3 separate regions of the Mus musculus genome follow, and regions 2 and 3 are each linked to region 1. A link is a contact called in public HiChIP or PLAC-seq data. All regions are on one chromosome and are shown on one strand. The core of a region is the stretch at or near the end of the contact, and the rest is flanking DNA. Distances in the headings are between cores, read along the strand shown. Region 1 holds the start of Yif1b (Yip1 interacting factor homolog B (S. cerevisiae)). Region 2 holds the start of Hnrnpl (heterogeneous nuclear ribonucleoprotein L). Region 3 holds the start of Actn4 (actinin alpha 4).

Region 1 (4,563 bases), core at 1,159-3,658:
GCATTGGTATTTTGCCTGCATGCATGTCTGTGTGAGGCCGTTGGAGCCTTTGGAACTGGAGTCATAGACAGTTATGAGCTGCCATGTGGGTGCTGGGAACTGAACCCAGGTCCTCTGGAAGAGTAGACAGTACTCTTAACTGCTCAGCCATCTATCCAGCCCCACCCCACCCCCACCCCCTTATTTGAGACAAGGTTTCTCTGTGTAGCCCTGGCTGTCATGGAACTTGCTCTGTAGACCAGGCTGGCCTCGAACTCAGAAATCTGCCTGCCTCTGCCTCCCGAGTGCTGGGACTAAAGGCACGTGCCACCACGCCTGGCTCTCTCTCTCTCTCTCTCTTTTTTTTTTTTTTTTTTTTTTGGAGATTATTTTAAGTAGTTCACTTGAACTCAGTATAAACCTAAGGATGGTCTTGAACTTCTGAACCTCCTGCTACCACATCCCGAGTGCTGGGATTGCAGGTGTGTGCCAACACACCTAGCTGCACTATTTATATAAAAGACATGCACATTTGAGGATTCTGCAATACGCAGGGATTCAACAGACACCTATATATAGACAGATGAATATATATATATATTTTTAATTTTTTTTTTCACACAAGAGGCCTACAGCAAGCCCAAAATGTCTGCCTTATTGATTTTTTAAAAAGGTCACAGATAGATGGATTTAGACAAGAAGAAGGCTGAGAATGAGAAGTGGAGGTAGTGCCTAGGAGTCAGACTCTAACACGAAGCAAAATGATGTGGATGTATCTCAGCAAAGGACTGCATCTGACACAGGTTTCCTCCCTAAGGAGCCATTGCAGAAGAGGAAAGGGAAGCCACAGGACAGGGTCATTTGCTGACCATCTCCTTCTGGAGTGCTATCACTTCCCAGAGGCATTTCCGACTTTTTTTTGTCTTTGATAAGCAGAAAAAAGGACAGAAGGGGCCAGCCATGGGTCGTGGTGGCACACACTGTAATCCCTGGATTTGGAAGGTAGAAGCAGGAAGATCAGGGTTCAAGGATGTCTTTACCTTAATGAGTTCGAAGTCAACCTAGACTGTGTAATGCCCTTTCTCAAATCAAAAGAGGTAGGGGCATACTAAGGAAGAGAAAAAGAGACACTGAGGGACACACAGGAGGAAGTTAGTTTTCAGGGTTCTATGCTCAAAGTTGTGCTTGTGTGCATTCAACTGTGAGGGCTGTATGCACCTCTGGTGGACAGAAAGCTTGAAGGAAAAGAGCCATGTGAGAACATTTTTATGAACTTCTGGGAAATTGCCTAAAGGTACCTTCGAAGAAAGTTACCAGTTCTTCTGAACTAATATGCTGAGGGCCTCTTTTTCAATCTTTTTTTTTTTTTTAAAGATTTTATTTATAGTAAGTACACTGTAGCTATCTTCAGACACACCAGAAGAGGGAGTCAGATCTTGTTACGGATGGTTGTGAGCCACCATGTGGTTGCTGGGATTTGAACTCTGGACCTTCGGAAGAGCAGTCAGGTGCTCTTACCCACTGAGCCATCTCACCAGCCCCAATCTTTTTTTTTTTTTTTTTTTGTAAGACTAGAGCTCACTATGTTCAAAGCCAGTACTCGTGACTTTTTTTTTTAAAGATTTATTTATTATGATACATAAGTACACTGTAGCTGACTTCAAACGCAGCAGAAGAGGGCGTCAGATCTCATTACAGTTGGTTGTGAGCCACCATGTGGTTGCTGGGATTTGAACTCAGGACCTTTGGAAGGACAGTCAGTGCTCTTACCCGCTGAGCCATCTCACCAGCCCACTCATGACTTTCTTTTTCAGCTTCCTCAGTATTGGGAATACAGAAGTGATCCACTAAGCTAAACTTTGTTTCTCAGCCTAAATGGGCCCTGGTGCCGCATTCCTTTAATCCTGAGCCAGACAGATCTCTGTGAGTTCCAGGCCAGCCTGGTCTACAGAGTGAGTTCCAAATCAGCTAAGGCTACACAGAGAAACCCTGTCTCGAAAAAAACCAACCAACCAACCAAATAAATAAATAAATAAATAATAAAAATGAGTGCTGCGTCTGTGTAAACGATAGATGAGCCGGCATAACTGCAATAATCCATCATTCTCCCCGCCTTTCACGCTTCTTCAGCCTCCCTGTGCTCTCAGTTAACTAAATCGAGTGCCTGCCTGTAAAGAACTACATTTTCCGTCGACTTCGGGCTCAACAATAGGAACGTTTCCTTCCTGCCTGAAGTCTTCTCCTCCTAGATCGCACCAAGCTCCGCCCTGCTGCCGCTAAGGTACGGCCTCTTCCCTTACGTCATTGGCCTCAGTTCCCGCCTCTTATGTAAGCCGACGCCCACTCAACCAGGCTGCACCCCCTCCAGAGGGTGTGGCTTTCTTGCGCTATCGTGAGACCTATTGGGTCTCTCGATACTACTGGGGCGTGGCTACGGGAACCGGGCGGGCCCATTCCAAACTGCGGCTGTGGCGTTCTCGGCCGTGGCATCTAAAGCATGCACGCGACAGGTTTGGCGGCGCCGGCGGGGACGCCCCGGCTGCGTAAGTGGCGTACGTGGCTGGCTGAGGAGATCGGGCGGGCGAGGGGTGTGGCGGGGCCGTCGCGGCGGTTGGCGAGGTCACTCCAGGTCGGACGGAGGTCACGAGATCCCGGACCTGGAGTTTCTAGGTGTGCACAGCCCAGGGATGCCAAGTCCGGGTAGGGGGCGCATCGCGGGTAGGTTCTTTAAAAAAAATTCCTTTAAAAGAAAGCAAGTTGGAGGAAAATGTAGTGCGGTGTTCAGAGAAACGCTACTTCCATTCATTTGCAGTCAGCGATTTGACCTCCTGTGCTACCCACCTTTCCGAGACTCTTCAGTGCTTAGGAACTGTCACCCACGCTCCACAGTACGGCCCCTGGGCACTCCCTGTGCGGACAGGGCCATATTTACATCCCATTTAAGAACACAACCAGTACTTATTGTCCTGCTAACCTCCTTTTTCCAGCTTCGTTAACCTCTTTTCCCAGATGTAAATTTGAATTCCTCTTGGTCTCTCAATATCTATGTCCTGTTTGTTTCATTTATTCATCTAACATAACTTGCTCCTGTGAACCCTGTGCCAGGCCCTGGGCTGGAATTTGGGTACACACTAGTAACCACCAAAGCCCTGGTCCTTGCTTTCTTACAGCTAGAGTTCAGGAGGAAGATAGACACTTTCCAAGGAAGGAAACTTGTCGGTCAACTAGAGTAGTAAGAACCAGTGTGTGTGGTGTGTGTGTGTGTGTGTGTGTGTGTGTGTGTGTAGTCCTGATTGTGACTAGGGTTTGAGGAGGCTCCATTTACCCCTTCACTCCTTAGTGTCTGGCCGGCCTGTGATATGTGACCAGCTAGCATTTATTCCTGTCATAAAGCTGCCAGTACAGAGCAATGGAACTGCTGTGATAGAAGCATGGGGGAGGGTTCATGGTGCACACCTGTAACCCTAGCACTTGGGAGTCGACTTTGAATGCCTGCCTGGGCAACATGTGTTTAAAGTAAACAGTGTGAGAAGTCAGGGGTGGATTCCCAGAGATGGCTCCAGTAAGGGCACTTGCCACCAAGCCTGACTACCTGAGATGGATCTATGGTGGACGGACACACACACACACACAAAGATGAGTTAGTTCCTTTTAATAGAGTGCTGGACAGATGATGTAGAGTGCACAGGCAGATAGGTTGGGGCTGGGATGGAGATGTGGAACTCAGTTGTTGACTGGAAGTATCCTTGAGTCCTTGAAGAGGGCATGCCTAATGATGAAAGACCTAAGGGATTCCTGGAGAGAAAGGCTGTGCCAACAAGATACACAATTGAGTTGATGCTGAGGAGGGAAATCAGGAGCCTGGCCATTATGAGAAGCGACAGTGAGGGAGAACATTTGAGCAGAGTCCCTAGTGTGGCGCAGCAGGCTCCTGGAGGAGGATGGTTCTAGGTTGATAGTACTGTGTGTTAAGGCAAGGGGTTTGTCTACGTTGGGACCTGAGAGACCTTGGGGCCAGGGGTGCTGACAGGGCTGAGGAGGTGTTAGAATTCGATTCTCAGCATGGTGGCCCTTGATCTTGGGCAGAGGATGAAAAGGGACCATGCAGGTGATGCACCTGGGGGGCACTTGGAATTCAGGCACTAGTAAGGCAAGGGCTAGAGGGTTATCCATGAGTTCAAAGCCAGCCTGGGTTACAGAGTGAGTCCCAGGACAGCAAGAGCTGCATAGTGAGGACTTGTTAACAAAACAAAAACAAGCTGGTCAGTGGTGACACACACCTTTAATCCCAGTACTCGGGAGGCAGAGGCAGGCGGATTTCTGAGTTCGAGGCCAGCCTGGTCTACAAAGTGAGTTCCAGGACAGCCAGGGCTACACAGAGAAACCCTGTCTCGAAAAACCAAAACCAAAAAGATAAATGTATCAGAGGATCACAGGGCCAAGATGGGTGGTACAAGCCTGAGATGCCAGCCGCTTGGGAGGGAGAGGCAGGATCTCCGGTTCTAAGCAGCTTCCTTCCCAGGTAGCTATGCCTGGCGAACTTAGTAAGACCCTAGTTTTGGTTTTTGGTTTGGTTTGGATGGT
Region 2 (4,563 bases), core at 1,073-3,572, 430 kb before region 1:
CACTCGGCAAATGGAGAAAACTGCCACGTAAACCGCAAGCGACTGGAGGACTTATTTTCCTGGCTAGGGTGGAAAGTGGGACAGAGGGTGAGCAAGAATGCGGAGCTCAAACAACACAGCCGCTCAACGTTCTTCCCATTCCGTTCCAGACTCGGTTATCTTCCTCAGTGCCCCCTTTCCCCCAGTGAAAAGAGGTCGTGGTCCCTTTAAGGTCCGCCCCTCCCTCCCCCAAAACTTCCCAGTGTCTGCTCTTTTCGATCCCGGACGGCCGGCCAAGCTCGCCGCCGAGCTGGTAGGGGACAGGGCCAAGGGGTCGGGGAGGGATGTGGGGGCGTGGGGGGACCTGCGGGACGCACGTCGCTGCGCCGGCGGGAGGGCGGGGGACAGGCTGCGGGAGCAGCGGGCACGGGCGTGGGCACCAGTAGCTGCCCCAGGCGTGAGTAGTCTACGAGCCGCTTGCACCGTACAGGGTTTAGCCTAGTGCGGACAGCACGCCCGAATGAGGGGCATACGGGACCCGCGCGGGGGAGGATAGGAGACCTCCCGTTCCCCTCCCCCACTACCGTCTCTGACGTAGACGCGGGACCCCGCCCTTCTGCGGGAGCGCCGCCTCCCCGCCCCCCGTGCGTCACCTGCTACGCCTTGGCGGCGTACCCCATGTTGGGAGGGCCTTCTTTGGAGTGTCTGTGTCCAGTGAAATGGCTGGAGATCCATTTATATCCTCACCAGCCTCCACCGCTTCCAAACTTTTTTAATTAGGAGAATCCCTTTGTATCCCAGGGTAGCCCTGAACTCAAGGCAATCCTGCCTCCAGAGCGCTGCATTACAGGCTTGCAACCACTACGCCATGCTTAAAACTTATCCCAACACCCGGGGTTCTGTTCTCTGAGCCTTTACTCACATTTCAAACTTAGTACCAAGCGGATATCCGCTTTGGGAATGACCTGGTGGAAAGGTGTCACAGCACGTTTTGAAGCGGCCTGTGAGTCTTACACCGTCTCAAGACGTGTGTGTGTGTGTGTGTGTGTGTGTGCGCGCGCGCGCGTGCGTGTGGTGGGGGTGGGGGTAGATACGCGCCTTGTCTGTGCTAGGCAAGCGTTCCATTGCTGAGCTACATCCCAGAGTCTTCTTGACTCCCTAGTTTCCCCATAAAGCCTCTGGACGGGTCTGTGGTCGGGATCCGGATCCTCCGTCAGTACGTTCCCTGTCTGCTTGCTCCCCGGCGGGCACTTGTCGGCGTTGCAGCTCTCGGGCTTCGCAGGACCCTGGGAGGAGACAATCGCTTCAGAGCAGTCTCCAAGTAGCGAGTCTAAGCCACAGAGCACTCTGGAGGACGCAGGGTGCTCAGTTGCCAAGTGCGAACCGAGTTGAACTATAAAGATCTACCACCATGACTGAATTTAGAGTGAAATGACGGTGCCTGCCAGGGTCCAAAGTCACATGGCAATCAATGAGTGTTTTATTAGTGAGAAGTGCTCAGATTTGAAGGTTCTTTTAAAAATAATAACCTCCAGCTTAGGATAGGGTAGAGGTGAAGTAAACGTTCTAATGGGTTATAGCTGCTGCAAATTGTTGTCTTGCTCTAGACTTCCGGAGCTTGCAAACAACAGACGCGCGAAAGACCGTTCGGGTACTCGAGTAGTTGTATCCCTTAAAGTCACCTCTTCTATTGAAGCCCCCCCCCCCCCCCAAAAGTACAGGAGCGCATGCGCTCTCTCGGGACCGGTTCCTAGATTGCGCCACAGAGAGCCTACGGGCTCTCCTTTTTCACCAATCAGAAGCTATCAGTCGTCCTATACCATCTGGCAATAGGGCATTCTTTCCACTCTTCATTGACCAATCGAGTGTTGACGTACGAGACGGGCACCTGGGGGAACAATTGTAGGAACACAGAAGGGAAGGCCTTTCTTGTATCCCAGCGGAGTGGCGCGGGAAGATGGTCGTTGTGACTGGGAAACGCAAGGATTTCAGAGTGACCGATTAGCTAGGAAACCAATGAGAGCGGGAAGGAGGCGGAGCTTCGGAGGCCCACTTCCATTTACTGTTTGTGGGAAGGCGGAGCGATCCCAAAAATCTGGCCTATTAAATCAGAGTTTATTTTAAGGAGGTGGGGCCTGGCGGAATGACTGGCAAGAAGCGTTCACCTATAAGGAGTGCGATTGGCGAACAGAGGCGGTCTTTCCAATAGAACGGCATGCGTCCTATCCAATAGAAATGAACCGTGAGGAAACTTCCCCTCCCCCCAAGATAGGGCCAGTGGCTCCCCCTATCGGGTGGGGGCGGCGAGTGACGGGCGTGTCCCTCCCCCAATGAGAGGCGGGGGGAGGCGGGTTCTGCGCCGCCATGTCGCGGAGGCTGCTGCCCCGGGCGGAGAAGCGGCGTCGGCGGCTCGAGCAGAGGCAGCAGCCGGACGAGCAGCTGAGGCGGGCGGGAGCGATGGTGAAGATGGCGGCTGCGGGCGGCGGAGGTGGCGGTGGTCGCTATTACGGCGGCGGCAACGAGGGAGGCCGAGCCCCTAAACGGCTGAAGACTGAAAACGCCGGCGACCAGCACGGAGGCGGCGGCGGCGGAGGCTCCGGGGCGGCGGGCGGCGGCGGCGGGGTGAGGCTGGGGCTTTAGACTCCCGGAAGGAAGGGGAAATTTCGTACTTTAAAAAGCTATTTATTTTTCACAGGGGGGAAAAATCTCTGCGCAGGCGCTGCAGCCCTCGCGCTTTTTTGGTGGGTGGGGGAGGGGCAGGCGTTGGGCAAACGGCGGGGTTTGCGCGAGGACAGGCGCTTGCGCGTGCGCACAATCCGAAGCGGGGCTTGAGGGGGCGGAGGAAGCGGCTGGCTCTGCAGGCACCGCACTGCGCAGGCGCCGCGGGCCGGCATGTGGGGGGCCTAGGCACGCGGTCGGGCCGTTTTTTTTTTTTCTCCTCACTTCTTTATCTTTTTTTTTTTCCTCTTCTTTCCGTGTCCCTATGCGCAAGCGCGTTTCTACAACCACAGCCAGCGAGCGGGAAGCGGGTGGGCGGTGGCCTGACCGAGTCGCCCCGTCGCAGTTTTAATCATGGTCGTTTCCATATAGAAGTTCACTTGATGAAATTATAAAATTATAATGCCCAGATTAAACTGTTTAACTTCTTTTACTGTGTGCATTGAAAAACGGAAGACGATTTGTGAAAGGCAGATTTAACTTTGGGAATTGAGCCAAGCTTAGAAATTATCACTCGATTTGCTTAGGGCTCCAGGATTGGGGCATTTATAAACTAAACTGTATTATGGTCCTGTGGCTATGCATAGAGTCTTTCAGCCTATTTAGTCTTCTGAAGGTCACAATTATGGTGTCTGGGTTAGGATGCAGTTTGCATTCCTTTTAAAAGTTTATTATTAAAGTCCTTCCGGTGGGCACGGAGTCACAGGCCTTTAATCTCTTTGGTTTGAGGCCAGCCTCTTATGCATAGTTAATTCCAGGACAGACAAGGCTGTGAGACTTATCAAAAAGCCAAACAAACAGTGCCCTCTTGATGAGGCTGCTGCTCATGCATTTATCAGCTTCTCCCTGTTGTTACAGTGTTAGGTTTCTCAAGGATTTGGAAGACATTTTAGTTGAGTCTGGTAAGTTAACTGCCAAGCTAGACAACGGGAGCCCATGAGGTGGAAGGAGAGAACAGACTCCAAAAGGTTGTTCTCCGAACATCTCATGGGCTGTGTGGTGAGCCTTACCCCCACCCTAATCATTTAAGGTGAGAGGTACCTCACATTCGGTGTTGGTCCTCTGAGATGGGGACTTTTATGGACTCCCTTTACAAAGCAGGAAAGACACTGGGTAAATTAGGTTGAGTCTCACCAGTGACAAACAGAAGTAAGATTAGAACTCAAGGTTGTGGAAGGCAAACCTCAACTGGAAATGGCTGGGAAGGGTGTGCCTTGTGTGGTTCACTAAGAACCCACTAATATGCATAGGTTTCTGCCCAGTAGTGTTCGGGGCATGGGCCACAGTCTAGAGAGATGGAGGAGGACGTTCTCTCCAGAGCTCTAGAAACTGCCTGTGTGTGATTGTGTGAGTGGAGGAGCTGTGGAAAATGTTACAGGTTGGGATAGCAGTTCGGGGTGGAAGACCTTGGCCTAGACAGTATAAGACAGGCAGGGCGTATTGTCCTGGAAGCCTTGTGTCCCTAAGCACTTGGTCTTTTGCCCAGACCAGACCTGAAGGTGACTTGTGGTCACAGTCTTCTTAATCAAGTGACCAAAGCTTGCCCAGCCAGAGAAAACACAAAGAAGCTAGAACACATGCAGAGTGTGGTTTTTGTTGTTGTTTTTCAAGACAGGGTTTCTCTGTGTAGCCCTGGCTGTCCTGGAACTCTGTAGACCAGGCTGGCTTTGAACTAAGAAATCTGTCTGCTTCTGCCTCCCAAGTGCTCTGGGATTAAAGGAGTGTGCCACACTACCCATTGTAGAGTGTGTTAAGACTAGCAGGCAGCTGTTGGAGCTCTTCTTGTGGGTGTGGTCCCTTTCTAAGTCACTCTTCCTGTTGTACTTTGATTCAGAGATGAATTCCAGAAAGAGTATCAGATATGAG
Region 3 (4,563 bases), core at 745-3,244, 280 kb before region 1:
CATTCCCCAGCTACCACTCCTCAGCTATTTTACACACTGCAGACTTCCACCCCCCTAGTGACTGCAGACAGCATACAAGCTGACAGTCCGACTGGGCCACAGTTACACCAGGTCCCACCTCAGGCTTTCCAGGCACTGCAGCTTCTCCCACCATTGACCCTCCAGACTGGGTGACTGGACCCAGCCATATAGCAACTTCCCTGCCCCCCCCCGGGGGGGGGCATCTGGTAAATGTCATCAAACCGGCTCTCTCCCACACCCTCAGGGCCCCGCTCCCAACTCCCAAAGTCCCAACTCCACGCACATCCCGTCTGCAGAGTCACCAAAAGCACATTCCTGATCGCCCTGAGAGCAAGGGTCTTGTCCTGAAGTCACAGTGCCCATCAGTAAGTTACAAAAAAGTCTCAACCTCTAGAAAGCATGAAGTAGCTTCTAACTTCAATTTTAATTTCCCACTCTCCTCACACTCTTGCGAACCATCCCCCACATTCTCACCCACTCAACACACCCTTCTTTAGCTCTTTCTGCATACACTCACACCCTCTCTCCCATCACTCCTAGCTTCCCTCTCAACCACCCAACACATCTCCACTCCTGGCCTCCTACTCTGACCTCCACTCCATACTGTGGCTTCCCTTTAGCATCGCCCCCACACTCCTAAATACCATCAGGAAATACTATTTTAATACCCCTTCACCTACCCTCCCCATCAAAAGACACTACTCTCCCAGAACACTCATTTCTTCCTCACTCAATGAACCCCCAAGTCTTTTAATCAGGCATTCCTAATCAGACTTCCATTTTCCCAAACTAACCCCCTCCCATTATCCTCCATCCCTGCTCCTACTGTCTTCCACTATTCTCACTGTTGAACTATTTCCCCGTGAACCTGGAACCTTAACTGTTTCACTACCTCTCCCTTCTTCAAAGCACCCACACTCTTTTGGGTCTCCCCATCAATTCTAATTACGCCCCTATCCTTTTCTTTTTACAGCAAGGCGCCCTCAATAAATCTCACCCTCCTCACACAAACATCTTTTTTGTTCCTAGGCCCCTAACTTCTGTCCTGAACACCTACCTTCTCAGACCCCTAGTCCCATCAGACCATCTTAACACCTACTCACCACACACCCTAGCCCATGCAGGCCCCCCTCCCTGTCTCAGGATTCCACAATCCTCTCCTTAGTGCCCCCTTTTTACCTTTCCTGATTCTTCATCTCTTCTAGAACCACCCCCCAACACACACACACACACACACACACACACACTAAGGCTTCCTGCAATTCCAATCTCTTCTTCAGACTCTCTGCACTCCAGACTATCTCCTCCATACTAGGATTCCCAAACCAAATACTATCCAGGCTCACCAATTCCCTTCCTGGACCCCATTGCTTGCCTGGGCCCCATCAATGCTTCCTCTGATCCAACAATCTCGCCTTAAAACCTAGTTCCATTGCAACCTCCCGAATCATCATCTCGTTTGTCCCAGTTCCCCGTGTCTCCTACCTGGCCGCCACTTCCCCCCTCCCCCTCCAGATTCCCAATTGCTTCCTTAAGCTCTGTAATCCCTCTCCGGGACTGCAAACCCGTTCCCGAACCCGCCAATTGTCTCCCAGGACCCTCCTCCAGGCCTCCCCGCCACGCGCAGGACGCCACCCAGCCCGGGTCACGGGCCGCGCACCTTGCGCTGCTGCTTCTCCCAGGCCGGGTCCAACAGCAGGTCCCGGTCCCAGTCATCCTCCTGGGCCATGTAGTCGCCCATGCTTCCGCCGCCACCCGCGCCATTGCCGCCGCCGCTGTTCGGGCCGTACTGGTACGCCTGGTTCGCTGCGTGGTAGTCCACCATTCCGCCGCCTTTCGCTAGCCCGCCAGCCGGTCCGCTACCGCCTCAGCTCCCGCCCCTGTGCCGGAGGCTCCGACTCGGCCGCCGCTTCAGCTGCTTTCAGCCCGCCCAAGACTGACGCCTGCGCAGTTCACTTGCCGCGCCTGCGCACTGCGCTGCCGCCGCCGCCCTCCCGCGCGCGCGCACCTGAGGAGGCCCCGGGCTCTCGGCGCCGGCGCAGAACGCACCTCCGGCTGCCCGCCCAGCGTGGGAGCCCAGGCGCTTCTAGCGGGAACGCGCGCGTCACCCCGTGTGGGCGGGGCCCAAGTCATGAATGATTCATAAGGCGGGGCTCCTCATCCGGCTTTAACCTGTTTCGGGGTGGAATGTGTTCCCATTCAGCCATTCAGACATAATCAAGATTTATTTGGCTGCCTGCTATGTGTGAGACCGTGTTTTCTGCCTTGGCATTAAAGAAGTCAGGAAAAGTCCCCACCCTTTCGAAACTATATACTATAAACCTTGCACGATGGAACGTGGGATCTCTGTTCTCAGGCCGCAGAGACTGAACGACAGATAACATGTTGGAGCTTGGGTTACACAGGAAGACCAGTCTTAAATTAAATAAATAATCGAGCTTAAAACTGGGCATGGTGGGCCGGACAGTGTTGGCGCACGCCTTTCATCCCAGCACTTAGAGGCAGAAGCAGGTGGATTTCTGAGTTCGAGGCCAGCCTGGTCTACAGAGTGAGTTCCAAGACAGCCAGGGCTCCACAGAGAAACCCTGTCTCGAAACAAACAAGCAAACAAATAACTGGGCATGGTGACACATACCTTAGATCCCAACTGGAGGTGTGGACAGGAGGGTTCAAGGCCAGACTTACTTAGTACACAGCGAGTTTGAATCTAGTGTGGGCTACATGAGGACCCTGTCTTAAAAAAAGAAAAGAAAAGAAACTCTAGAATGGGCTGGATTTGTAAAGTCTTCTGGGAAAAGGGAAAAGGTAGATATTTAAAGAAACTCTTTCAAAGATACGTCGAGTTAGATTGGACTGGGATAGCTAGTTAGCAGGGAAGGCAAGGGGTCCTTTTGGACTTGTCTATCTTCATTCTCGCAGCAAATACTATGCACCTACTACATGCAGCCACTTTCCAACTACGGACAGCATGGTAAGCCAGGTCAGTTATCAAACGACTAACTTTGTAGGAGAGATGGGCAACAATAAGAATTATGGAAACCAGGCATGGTGGTGTATTAATCCCAGCACTCAGGAGGCAAAAGCAGGCAGAGCACTGAGTTTGAGGCCAGCCTGATAGACAGAGTGAGTTCTAGGATAGCCAGAAAAACCCAGTCTCAGAGGGGGAAGTGGGGGTAGGTAGAGGAGAAAAGAAACACACACGGAATAATAATAGTGCCTCATTGAAGGCCATCTGATAACCAGAGGGGCCATCTCCATCTTGAAAGGTGACTTCCTGCTTCCAGCTGCTCAGGAAACCTTAATCCTCCCTTATAGGGCTTCTTACAAAGAGGCAGCCAGCAGCCACCATTCCAAGCCTTCTTCCTGCCACCCCCACTCTTCTGCCTCCAGCCTTTGGGTTTGATTTCTTTGAAATTTACATGTATTTATTGTGTGGGTCAGGGGTGCCCATGTCATGTGTGCTGGTCAGAGCTCATCTGTGCTTCTACCACCTGGGGTCCTAGGGGTCAGACTCAGGTTGACCGGCTCGGTTGCAAACTCCTTAACAACTGAAGCATTTGGAGCTGTTGGTTTGGTTTTGTTTGAAACAGGGCCTGAGCTGGGCATGGTGGTGCACACCTTGAATCCCAGCACTTGGGAGGCAGAGGCAGATGAATTTATGAGTTGGAGGCCAGCCTGGTCTACAGAGTGAGTTCCAGGACAGCCAGGGCTCTACAGAGAAACCCTGTCTCGAAAAACAAAAACAAAAACAAACAAACAAAAAAACAAAAAAAAGAAAGAAAGAAAGAAAAAGGAACTGTTTAAAAAAAGAAAAAAGAGGGGCTGGAGAGATGGCTCAGCCGTTAAGAGCATTGACTGCTCTTCCAGAGGTCCTGAGTTCAATTCCCAGCAACCACATGGTGGCTCACAACCATCTGTAATAGGATCTGATGCCTTCTTCTGGTGTCTCTGAAGACAGCTACAGTGTACTCGTCATATATATAAAAAATAAATAAATAAAAGCTTTAAAAACAAAACAAAACAAAACAGGGCCTGTAGCCCAGGCGGGCCACTAATTCACAGTGTAGCAGATGACCTTTGGCCACTAACCCACCTCCCGCCACCTCCTAAACTCTTGTCCCTCCTTTTCTTTTGCTTTCTTTCTTCCCTTCCCCTCCCCACTCTGTCTTTTTTTTTTTCCCCCTCCTAACAGGATCTCACTACCTCGAGCCCTGCCTGGTGTGGAACTCAGAGAAGAGCCTTCCATAGCCTTAGCAGAGCACTGCTGGGTCAGACACCTGAATCGGACCACAGCCCTCCCTCCCTGCTCTCCTGTGCTTCCCACGCTTAGAAGTCAGAAAGCCTGGACGGGCTGCTGGGGTTGCTTTTTCCTGGTCTAGACCCGCCCTTCCTTAGTAATTAAAAAATTTTTCATTAGCTAAAACTCAGTGGTAAGGTACTGGTGGCCAAGGCTGTCAACCATAATTCAATCCTTCAGACCACACATAAGGTGGAAGAACCATCCCCCAGAAGTTGTCCTGACATCCACGGATGCCCTTTTAC

The links. HiChIP or PLAC-seq counts read pairs in DNA pulled down with a chosen protein or histone mark.
Region 2: a contact with region 1 is called in a FOXA1 HiChIP or PLAC-seq map of pancreatic cancer cells. The contact joins the promoter of Hnrnpl here to the promoter of Yif1b in region 1. A contact is called at or near these places in 7 of 39 promoter capture datasets (the C10 cell line, cranial neural crest, erythroid cells and 4 more), 1 of 484 Hi-C or Micro-C datasets (embryonic stem cells), 2 of 115 datasets of contacts at active chromatin or transcription factors (memory CD8 T cells and pancreatic cancer cells) and 1 of 9 other capture datasets (embryonic stem cells).
Region 3: a FOXA1 HiChIP or PLAC-seq map of pancreatic cancer cells shows a contact between it and region 1. The contact joins the promoter of Actn4 here to the promoter of Yif1b in region 1. A contact is called at or near these places in 4 of 39 promoter capture datasets (the SN4741 cell line, erythroid cells, macrophages and 1 more), 7 of 484 Hi-C or Micro-C datasets (CD4 T cells, CD8 T cells, the HPC-7 cell line and 3 more), 5 of 115 datasets of contacts at active chromatin or transcription factors (effector CD8 T cells, embryonic stem cells, large pre-B cells and 2 more) and 2 of 9 other capture datasets (adipose tissue and liver).

The regions. Positions count from the first base shown.
Region 1 is chr7:29,235,915-29,240,477 of GRCm38.p6, forward strand. It overlaps Yif1b (Yip1 interacting factor homolog B (S. cerevisiae)), which reads left to right and starts at 2,409. Exons shown (of 8, transcript NM_001110201.1): 1 at 2,409-2,522. The coding sequence starts at 2,477.
Region 2 is chr7:28,808,568-28,813,130 of GRCm38.p6, forward strand. It overlaps Hnrnpl (heterogeneous nuclear ribonucleoprotein L), which reads left to right and starts at 2,323. Exons shown (of 13, transcript NM_177301.5): 1 at 2,323-2,601. The coding sequence starts at 2,344.
Region 3 is chr7:28,960,338-28,964,900 of GRCm38.p6, forward strand. Actn4 (actinin alpha 4) reads right to left here and starts at 1,995. Exons shown (of 21, transcript NM_021895.3): 1 at 1,682-1,995. The coding sequence starts at 1,846.